Regions from separate parts of the Rattus norvegicus genome. Here region 1 is linked to region 2. Evidence: chromatin contacts called from public Hi-C data. All regions are on one chromosome and are shown on one strand. Each heading gives the region's core, a stretch centred on a gene start, on an enhancer-like site or on the middle of the called end of the contact. The rest is flanking DNA. Distances are from core to core; before and after follow the strand shown.

Region 1 (5,715 bases), core at 3,059-5,558, 46 kb after region 2:
GCCCCCTAGGGTTGCAAGGCTCTGGGTTTGAGCTTCAGGTACTGAAAACAAGGCGTTCTGTTGTCTGGCCCTTGGGAAGCTTGGCTGGAGTAAGTCACATTGAGGTGCTAGTTCTGAGCTTAGTACCAAGAGTGGTGCTACAAGACCTAATCTTGGTACTTAGAGGTGGGGATAAGAGAGCCAAGTTCAAGGCCAACCTGGGTTACATTCGACCCCATCTCAACATCCCCCACAAAGACCCCAAAATAAAACAACATAATGTGTGTGCGTGTCCTCAAATCTTGATCATTTTCACTTCTGAAAGTTTTCATGGTCTCTCAACCTCACATGACCAAAGCAATGACATTGTTATTTCAGGGCAATAGAGTCCCTAAGTTGTCAGTGTGGTTTGTGTTTCCGGTGCCGGCCTACCTGTGTGGTATAAAGGATGACTATTTAGCTTTCTGTAGCTGTGATAACCATCACGACCAAAGCAACTTAGAAGAGGAACAGGTTTACTTGGTTTACACTTCCAGTTAGTCTCAGAAACTCAGAACTGAAGTGGAAACCATAGAGGAATGTTGCCTGCCCCGCCATCTTTCTTATACAGCCCAGACACACCTGCCTAGGGATGGCGCCGCCCACAGTGGGCTGTGCCCTCCATCAGTCTCTTACACACGTGACCAAGCCAATCTGATGGAGACAGTTCTGCAATTGAGGTTTCCTCTTCCCAGGTAACAACGTGTTATGCCAAGTTTACAATAAAAACTAACCGTGTGCCTTTGATCACAGCACTCAAGAGGCAGAGGTAGGCGGATCTCTGCAAGCTTGAGGCCAGCCTAGTCTACAAAGAGAGTTCTAGGATAGCCAATGTTACCCAGAGAGACCCCATCTTGAAAAAACAAAACAAAATAAAACCAAACAACCAAAGACTAACGATAATGACTAATACAGAGGAGGATGCCTGTGACTGTTAAACCTTCGATGGTTTTGGTCTCGGTAGGCCTTAGACACCAATGTTGGGAGAAGTGATGCCTTCTACTTGCCTCTTTTATTTCAAAGACCTTGCTTTGATAACCTTGGGATAACAACACCCCATGATGAGGGCCAGAATCCTCGGCTCAAACTCCTAAGCTGAGACCAGAAGGCAGGTGCTGCAACAGGCACAAGCTGAGGTTGGCTGATTAACTCACCCTCACACCCTACACTGGGAGAGTTCTCAGGTAGATTATCCTGCTGGGTGACTCTCTAGTCTCCTGCTTTCCCCTAAACCACAGCCCTGTCTGGCCTCAGCAACTGCCAGCAAGGGCACCCACACATCCCGGCTCCCATCCAGCAGCACCAAACACTCGGGAGGCACTGTCGACCCACCCTGGGCGCCCTGACACCGAGCCAGGAGCCTGTGGGGAAGATAGTGACGTGAGGTAGTGACATGAGGTAGTGACGTGAGGTAGTGACGTGAGGTAGTGCCTGTTGTTCAGGGCAGTTCATTCTAGAGCTGCAGTTCTGCAAAGCCTGGAGAGAGGGAACTCAGGCAAGTGAAGTTTAAGCTCAGGCACAGGGTAAAGCTCTGACAAATAGATACTAGGGCGTAGGATTTGGTTTTATTTATTTTAATTTTGTTGTTTTGTTTTTGTTTTCTTTCTTTTTTAAAAGTATTTATTTATTTATTTATTTATTTATTTATTTATTTATTTAATGTATATGACTACACTGTCACTGTCTTCAGACACACCAGAAGAGGTCATCAGATCCCATACAGATGGTGGTAAGCCACCATGTGGTTGCTGGGATTTGAACTCAGATCTCTGGAGGCACTGTCAGTGCTCTTTTTTTTTTTCCCTTTTAATAATTTTTTCTTTTTTTTTTTTTTTTTTTTTTTTTGGTTTTTTTTTTTTCCGGAGCTGGGGACCGAACCCAGGGCCTTGTGCTTGCTAGGTAAGCGCTCTACCACTGAGCTAAATCCCCAACCCCATAATTTTTTCTTTTTTTTCATCTTTGTTAACTTGGGTATTTCTTATTGACATTTCGATTGTTATTCCCTTTCCCGGTTTCTGGGCCAACATCCCCCCCACTTCTCTATGGGTGTTCCCCTCCCCATCCTCCCCCCAACAATCCCGTTCACTGGGGGTTCAGTCTTGGCAGGACCAAGGGCTTCCCCTTCCACTGGTGCTCTTACTAGGATATTCATTGCTACCTATGAGGTTGGAGCCCAGGGTCAGTCCATGTAAAGTCTTTGGGTAGTGGCTTGGTCCCTGGAAGCTCTGGTTGGTTGGCATTGTTGTTCATATGGGGTCTCAAGCCCCTTCAAGCTCTTTCAGTCTTTTCTCTGATTCCTTCAATAGTGTACTCATATACAATAAATAAATAAGTCTTCAAATGCTGGAAAAGGCATATGATTCCATGCCCACCTTAATTTTGATTGTGTGTGTGTGTGTGTGTGTGTGTGTGTGTCTGTCTGTCTGTCTGTCTGTCTGTCTGTCTGTGTGGAGGCTCAGGGGATAACTTTTAGGAGTTGCTTTTCTTTTTCTACCAGGTAGGTCTGGGAAATCAAACTTGGCTCGTTTCACTGGGTGTCTGTGTCTTTACCAGAAGAGCAACTCAGCGACCCCAACCTTAATTTTTTTTTCTCTTTGAGACAAGGTTTCTCTCTGTAGACCATGATGCTGGCCTCTAGTTCTCACCAATCCTCCTGCCTCAACCTCTAAAGAGTTGTTTTCAGAACAGACTGCACTGAAGACTTGACTGGCTGGAATCGTGTTTTAGTCACGGGAAGAGCAGGAAAGGAGGCATGAATGGGAGAGAATGTGGGGCCAGGCCTCCACCCTGCCTCTCAGAGCCTAGCTAGCTGCTTGTGTGTTGGGTTGCTTCTATCAGCACTAACGGATTGATGGGCCTTGATGTGAAGGAGTTCAGTGTGACCCCGTGTGGTGCATGTTCAGTTCCAGTGATCCCTGCAGGTGAACTGTGCCGGGTAAGGAACTGAGGGCTGGGCGGGCTGCGCTGGCCTTAGTCCAAGACCAGCTTTCTGCTTTGTACTTAAAGTCAAGTTAGTCAGCAAATCCACCAGCTCCCTGCCTGCCTCTGGCACTAGGCCCAGACACCCAAAATGCAGCCCTTCCTGGGGCAGATCCTAGAGAACACCTGCCAAATGGCTCTGTGCTTCCCTGCCTGCCCCAGGCCTCACCCCTCTTTATAACCATCCAGGCTGGGTGGGAGCTAAGGAACAGGACCAAGGTTGTCAGCCCCACCTTAGCTAGGCCCCACATCTGATGACTCAACCTTCAAGTCTTCAGTGCAGTCTGTCCTTCACACCTGTGATAACCCCTTCTGCTCGCACCTACACCTTCAGATACACCCACTGAGCTGTAGCCTGGGCTTCAGAGCAATATCCTTTGGGACCTCTTTTAAAAAAAAAAAAAAAAAAAAAAAAAAAGATCCGTGCCAGGTCGTACCCAGACCAGTTTTATCAGCCTCTCTGGGAGGGAGGGCACCCTGTTCCACACCCATCAGTAATTTCTGAAACTCCTTGGATGACTGCCAATGTGCAGACCAAGTGGGAGGTGGGGACCAGCGTTCCCTGCTCCACAGGGTAGTGTGAGCAGAAGCAGCTTGTGAGAAATTCAGAGCCCTGCTGCGTTTTAATAAGATCTCCAGGGATTTCCTGAACTGTCAAGGGGCAGGGACACCCTTGCTGGTCCAAGTGCACTGCTGGGGATTTTACACACACAGACACATACAGACACACACACACACACACACACACACACACACACACACACACAGACACGCGCACACGCACACACGACACCATCTCATGCAATTCTCACATCCCTCTCAAACAAACAAGGAAACAAACCTTATTCATCCGGTAGTTCTTATTTAATTAGCACCTATGAGAGGCTCTGTGCTAGAGCTTGGGCTAAAATCAGGCTAGGCGGAGGCTGGGGAAGGTCTCGAGGCTAATGGAATGTAGATATCAACCTCTTCACTCACCGACTGTGTGTTTCTGGGCAACTTCCTCAGTCTCTTTGAGCCCGGGTTTCTTCTTCAGAACAAGGCTATTAATAATCGCACTGCCATGATTGGGGGAACTTCTCTAAGTCAAGTACTCACCAACTCTGGGACTAGGCTAAAGCAAGTAAGGACACGATTATAACAAAGCCACAGGGTGGCAGTGAGGGAGGAGACTAGAGGCTGAAGAGCGAGGGGGGCTCAGCCCAGGAATGTGCTCTTTTGGGAACCCGCAGAAGCACAGTCTGGGTGCTGCGGACCAGGCTGCTGGATCCCCGCCCCTCTAGGCAGGCTGTCTGTTCCCTGACCAATGCAGAGACGGCTCTCGGGTCAGCCTATTTTTGGTACCAGGGATCTGAGCCTCAGAATGCACTCTTTCCTGGCTAAAACCCTTTGTGGCTCGGGAGGCAAACACCCGGCAAGCTCTCTGACCCTGGGGTGGGTCTCGCGCGGATGGTCCCCGCAGGCTGTGGCACAGGCGCGGCGTGCGGCGGCGCCCCCTCCCGGCCGATGCGAGTACTGCATCTTCCCTGCGTGGCTGGTGGCTAGGTGGAAACACCACCCCTACGCGCGTGGTCTAAGTGCTCGGCGTTGGGGGCTCCAGGGTCCTCCAACCGTTCTGTTGTCTCCTGTAATTTAATTGTCTCTCCCGAAAGCGTTGCTAATTAACTCCTTTCTCTGAGAGCCGCCACACTCTCTCCCCTGCTGTTGTGGATTAATTACGCTGTGCTGGTGAGGGATTTCTTAGCCTCGGCGGGCTCCGTGGATGGGCCTCGCAGCCTCGGGCGGGCCTCCCTCTTCCTGGGCCCTGTGAGCGATCTCTACAATCTTGGGCTAAACGCAAGAACAGTGTTCTCTTGTTCGTGCGACCTCTGCAGCTTGTATCCATCAAAATCAAGTTTATGTGATTTTATCTCCTGTCTTTCCAGCTCTCAAACTATATACTGCTTCTCCTCTGAGGTTCGATTCCTGCTGTCTTACACAGCGTCCACAGCACAACACACTAAGTGGAAGGTTTGCTACAGGGCAGAATGGACCAGGTCACACAGTACATCCGCCGCACAAACAGGAGTAGGACTCAGCTTTCCTGACGCTTGGGCCAAGAACTCAGAATCACCAGGCCTGCAGTACTCGGTGTAGTGATCCTTCGGGGGAAGGCAGAGGGCACTGACTGCCTGAGGACCTGTGAGGCCACTGCTCTATTCATTCACTGTCCTCTGCCCAGATGTCTCGCCCACTCTTCTAGTACTGCATCCCAGTACTGAGCACCGTCCCAGGGCTCCTTCCCCGTGCACCCCTGCCATCACATTCTCCCCTCCCAGTTCTCCCTTCCCTAGACTCTGACTCGCCTCTCCTTTAGCTCCCTACCTGAGGACGCATCTCGTTTCATGGTCAATTTCATGGTCAATAGTGGCAAATGCCGCCAGGAACTTGAAAATACTTTGCGGGGAGGTTCGTAAAGGCATTACAAGCAGGCCAGAGGTGGGGCATTCAGGCACAGGGAGAGAGCTTGCATTCGGGACTGCTTTTTTTTTTTTTTTTTTTTTTTTTTGGTTCTTTTTTTTCGGAGCTGGGGACCGAACCCAGGGCCTTGCGCTTCCTAGGTAAGCGCTCTACCACTGAGCTAAATCCCCAGCCCCTCGGGACTGCTTTTTACCCTGAAGGCCTATCTCTCAGTGATGAGACCTTCTCGGAGGTTCCGGTGTGAGGAAGTGCCAGGCC
Region 2 (5,399 bases), core at 2,559-5,058:
TCTTCCTCCTCCTCCTCCTCCTCCTCCTCCTCCTCCTCCTCCTCCTCCTCCTCCTCCTCCTCCTCCTCCTCCTCCTCCTCCTCCTCCCTCTCTAATTCTTCTTCCTTTTAAAAGAAGAAACAATTTAGCCAAGCATGGTGGCACGTGCTTTAATCCCAGCACTTGGGAGGCAGAGACAGGCAAATCTCTAAGTTCAAGGCCAGCCTGGTCTGTAGAACTCATTCCAGGACAGCTAGCACTACATAGAAAAATCGTGTCTCAGAACAAAGAATTTCAGGAGGAAGGATTTACATGACTCTCCACTTGATAGGATGGTGTCCTTTGTAGTAGTGAGTTGTGTTGATGGGCAGCTTCCAGATGCAGTACAAGATGGTCTGCTCACATCTTGTAGCTGACAATAAGCAGTCTGGGGGCCTAGAGAGATAGTTCAGTTGCTAAGAGCACTGGCTGCTCTTCCAGAGGACCCAGATTCAATTCCCAGCACCCACATGACAGCCTGCAACCGTCTGTAACTCCCTAGGACATATATATATATATATGGAAAACACCACTGCACATATCCATACAGACTGGGGCTGGGCTACAACATTTAAGGCCTACCTCCCAGTGATTTACTTTCATCCAGGCAGGTCCTATGTCCTAAAGATGGTGCAACTGCCCCGATTTCCAAGTTGTCAAACACGTACGCCTGTGGGGTACTCATAATAGAAGGTGCACACTGGTGGATGAGCAGGCAGGCTACCCATTACTGTAGCCGCGGGACTGGACCCTGAGCATTCCAGGTCCTGTGTAAGAGATTATAAAGGTTGTACTGCGGCCCTGGTGTGGGAGAGCAAGGGAGATCAGCTTAGTTCATAAAACACTTTGTACACGAATGTGAAGACCAAGCTCAATCCCCTGAGTGTGTGTGTGTGTGTATATATATATATATATATATATATATATATATATATATATATATATATATAAATAAATAAAGCTGGCCATGAGGCATATATTTGTAATCCCAGTTCTGAGCAGCTAGATCTCTGGGGCTCACTGGCCAAGAAAAGACCGACCCTGTCTCAAAAACAAAAAGTGCAAGGCTGAGGAGACAGCTCAGTCAGCAAACAGGAGGATCTGAATGTAAAGGAAACCAACCGACCAACCAAACCAAGGATGGCATGTCTTGGAATCCCAGTGCCAGGGAGGTGGAGACTCTGAGAGGGCTCGCCAACCAGCTTAACCTAGCTGGTGAGCCCTGGGTCCCGCTGGAAAACACCATCTCAAAAAGACAAGGTAGAGGGCTGGAAAGATGGCTCAGTGGTTAACAGAGGTCCTGAGTTCAATTCCCTGCAACCACATGGTGGCTCACAACCATCTGTAATGCGATCTGATGCCCTCTTCCGGTGTGTCTGAGGACAGCGACAGTGTACAATAAATCTTTAAAAAACAAAACAAGCAAACAAACAAAACAAGGTAGAATTATTCTTGCGGATGAGACCCAAGGTTGACCTCTGGCGTCAATCCCATGCACATCTATATACACACAAACACACACAAGCATATAGGCACACATGCACACATAAAAGAGGTATGTGTGTGTGGAGTGAGATGGCTTAGCAAGTAAAGATTGCTGCATTTAAGCCTTATGACCTGAGTTTCTTCCTCATGACCTACAAGAAGGAGAGAACCGACTCCTCCAAGTAGTCCTCTGAGCTCCACATGCTCACCTCAGTGTACAACTCTCTCCAGATACATAAAAAATATCATTAGAAGAAAAAGAAAGAAGAAGCAATGTGGGGTTGGGGATTTAGCTCAGTGGTAGAGCGCTTGCCTAGGAAGCACAAGGCCCTGGGTTCGGTTCCCAGCTCCAAAAAAAAAAAAAAAAAAAAAAAAGAGAGAAGCAATGAGCAATGTGGGTACTTGAGAGGCAGAGGCAGGCAGATCTCTGTGAGTTTAAGGTCAACCTGGTCTACATAGCTTCAGGATAACCCCGGGTGCATAGTGAGATCCTGTCTTAAAACAAAACACAAAACACAAGAAACAAGAAACAGAAAACAAGGGGCTGGAGAGATGGCTCAGTGGTTACGAGAACCGACTGCTCTTCCTGAGGTCCTGAGTTCAAATCCCAGCAACCACATGATGGCTCACAACCACCTGTGATGAGATCTGATGCCCTCTTCTGGTGTGTCTGAAGGCAGCTACAGTGTACTCATACAATAAAATAAAAAATCTTAAAAAAAAAAAAAAGAAACAGAAAACAATACTTGAGGGAATGTGGGGAACAGGAGCTGTGGTTTGGTTGAGAATAGTCCTCCATTGGTTCATATGTTTGAATATTTGGCCTCCAGTGGTGGAACTGTTTGAGAAGGATTAGGATGTGTGGCCTTGTTGGAGAAGGCGTGTCCAGGCTTTGTGGTTTTTAAAAGACTAGTGCCATACCCAGGTAGCTCTCTTTGCTTCTCATGTGGTTTGAGACGTGAGCTTTCAGCTATTGTGCTGTACTGTCCATGTCTGCCTGAGGCCATGCTTCTCATCATGGTGGTCATGGGCACTAAGCCTATAAAATCCAAATCATCACTTTCAATTACAAGCTGTCTTGGTCATAGCACAGCAATAGAAAAGCAAGAAAGGAAAAGTCAAAGCTGTTTGCTGAAAGCTATACTCCCAAGGGCTTTCTGGTCCCACAGTCTTCATCCACAGAGACATTCAGAGCTGAGGATCCCAGGGCTCAGTAGAACCATCTCTTTGGGAGTGGCCTTGTGAGTGCTTCCCATAGGCTTCCTGCAGGCATGGCTGAGTCAGCCACTGTGGTTTGAGTGCCTCCTGGAGGAACAAGGGACTTTCAGCAGGAAGTGGGAAGGGATGCTGAGTTTAGGGAGAGTGAAGATGGAGTCCAGATTATTGACCTGTATGGAGTTGCGAATAAAGGATGCTTAAGGGAGAACCACAGAGCCTTCTGCAGAGCCCAGGGATCTCCTAAGGAAGAGATTTCATTGTCTGCCAGAGACAGGGAGGGCAGCCCTGTTTCCTCCATTCTTCCAGCTCCTTCTCCTTCTCCTCTTCCTTCTCCCCTTCCTCCTCTTCCTCCTTCTCCTCCTCCTCCTCTTCCTCTTTCTCCTTCTTCTGCTCCTCTATCACTCAGACCCTGAAAGCTACTAGCGGGTGGAGGTGTTCGTATGAGAGACTGACAATGCTTTTTATGCCCACATCCCTAGAGTCCAGTGGCCCCCAACTCCATACTTCAACAGAAGATTCATCTCTGAAGGAAGATGACAGTTGTCACTTGCTGTCTTTGACCGAGATGCTTTAACTCCCTGAGGGGACAGTGGAATTTTATGACCTGAAAGGTCCAACTTCCCCTCCCTCCCCATCACATGCATTGGGATTGAGCTTGGACCAGCTAAAACAAAAGGGTCGCACTGGGTCACTTCCCAGGCCTGGTGGGGTGGGTGGGGTGGGGCTGGTTTCACAGAGCCTCGGGCTTTGTCAAAGGAGCCCCCATGGATCTTCTACCTGTGGTCCCTAAAGGCAGGGCCTCCATGTGAGGTTCCTGCTCGTCCCTCAGCTGTCCTCTAGGACTGAAGAAGAATGTTTACTGTTTTTTTGTTTTTTTGATTTTTTTTTTTAACTTCCTATCTGTCTGGAAATGACAGAGATCAGTGGCAACAAAAAGAGGACTCCTTGTTCCAGCACAGAACGCCCACACCCTTCGAACTCTTCACCCAGCCTTGGCCTGACTTCACCCGGGGGTAGGAGAGGGAGGGAGCAGGGAGGCTGGGCCTTGGCCTGAGGACAAGAAGCTCCTGTCTGGGGACAAAAGATTTTTTTTTCTGGAAAGCTTAGAGCAAATCAGGGAGATGGGGGAGGGAAGGAACTTGGGGACAGTTCTAATGATAATGTCCCCAGGGTGATAGAGCTGTGGTCTGAGAGTCCTTTAAAAGTCTGGTTAGCTATTGAAAAACAATTGGCTGGATCCTACTCTTCTGCTCTCCCTGTCCTTGCACCAACCTGGGACGACTCTGTCCCAGGCTTTAGGGCAGGAATGTAGTCAGCTGGTTGAGCTGTGCTAAGAGCTCTTCGTTTGACCCCTAGGATTAGGTAAACCTGATGTAATGGTACGTGGTAATCCCAACACCCAGGAGGTGGAGGCAAGAGGACCAAGATTTCATGGTCATCCTTGGCTACACAGTGAATTCCAGGCTAACCTGAGTTACACGAGCCTCTGTCTCAAAGAGAACCAAACCAACCAACCAACCAACCAAGTAAGCAAACAAAACAGAGGCCGGGCTGGGGAGAGAGCTCAATATTGTCTTCCTTGTCTTGCAAAGCATGAGGAGCTAAGGTGGAGCCCCAGAACCTAGTGGGAAAAACCAAAGCTGGGCCTGTGCTCAGGGATGCAGAGGGAGAGACAGGGGATCCCTGGGGTCCACTAGCCAGGCAGCCTTGTCTAGTCAGTCAGCCCCAGTTCCCAGCGGAAGACTTTGTCTCAAAAAACAAGGTAGATGCCTCCTGAGGAGGGTATGGTAGGTCGTCTGTCCCCTGGGCTTCCATGCATTCGAGTACACACACAGACACAGACACATTCTTTCTCTCTTGCTTTACACACACACACACACACACACACACACACACACACACACACACACACACTTTTTTTTAAAAAAATAGAAACTTTTATTTTATGTGCATGATTGTTTTGCCTGTGTGTATGTCTGGGGAGCTCCTAGGACCGCTGCCCTGCCTCCTATTGCAGACAGAGCAGGGATCCTGAATCTCCCTCCCCCTTGTTTCAGCAGAGTATTGGTTAATCATATGCACAAGAACAGTAAGGCGTACATGCAGGGGCTAACCAAGTTCATTCTGCATAGCCTTCCAGAGAGGACTTCTACCACCCCTTGAACCTGCCTCCTTAAGGCTTCAGGTGCTTAAATCTTTGCCATCAGGACACTCTTTTTTAGTTCTCTTGGGTCTTGGCACACAGAAGAGTCCCCACCCCAAGGAAATGGATTTCAGCTTAGTTTCTGCCAACAGGTAAATAACTACTTAATTGTGAACAAGTGGCTGTCAGTTGGCTTGGCCTGACAAGCCCCAGAGAGCAGCAGGGTGGCCTTTCTAGGGCTCTTAGTCTCCTGGAGCATGTTTGTCTGAGGAACATCCCAGGAGTAGATACGTTATGTGGAACCAGCAAGGCATTCTGGTCTGAAGAATGGTGCTTCTTCCAAACTCATATGTGAAAAGCTACCTCAGCAAAGCCATAGTCCCGAGAGGCAGGTCCTTTGAAAAGTGATTAGGGCTTCAGGATTCTGACCTAAGGAATGGATTTGAGCGCTTAAATAGGAGGCCGAGGGAGCGTGTTGGCCCCATCTGCATTTGAAGACCTTTAAAGGCAATACTTGTGAGAAATGAAGCCCTTG

Evidence for each region. A called contact is a pair of places that touch in the nucleus more often than the background predicts.
Region 1: a Hi-C map of Schwann cells shows a contact between it and region 2, with 1.9 times the contacts expected there. The contact joins two enhancer-like sites. A contact is called at or near these places in 5 of 12 Hi-C or Micro-C datasets (the Rat2 cell line, Schwann cells, hepatocytes and 2 more).

Annotation. Positions count from the first base shown.
Region 1 is chr6:112,349,968-112,355,682 of GRCr8, forward strand. No RefSeq gene overlaps it. Among named protein-coding and RNA genes, the nearest start is that of Trnag-acc, 12 kb to the left of the region's middle. Within about 2 kb of position 4,309, at least 59 of the 93 cell types and tissues checked have an H3K27ac peak or open chromatin away from gene starts, as enhancers often do. A contact at or near this core is called in Schwann cells, where this site is marked.
Region 2 is chr6:112,304,118-112,309,516 of GRCr8, forward strand. No RefSeq gene overlaps it. Among named protein-coding and RNA genes, the nearest start is that of Cipc, 19 kb to the right of the region's middle. Within about 2 kb of position 3,809, at least 20 of the 93 cell types and tissues checked have an H3K27ac peak or open chromatin away from gene starts, as enhancers often do. A contact at or near this core is called in Schwann cells, where this site is marked.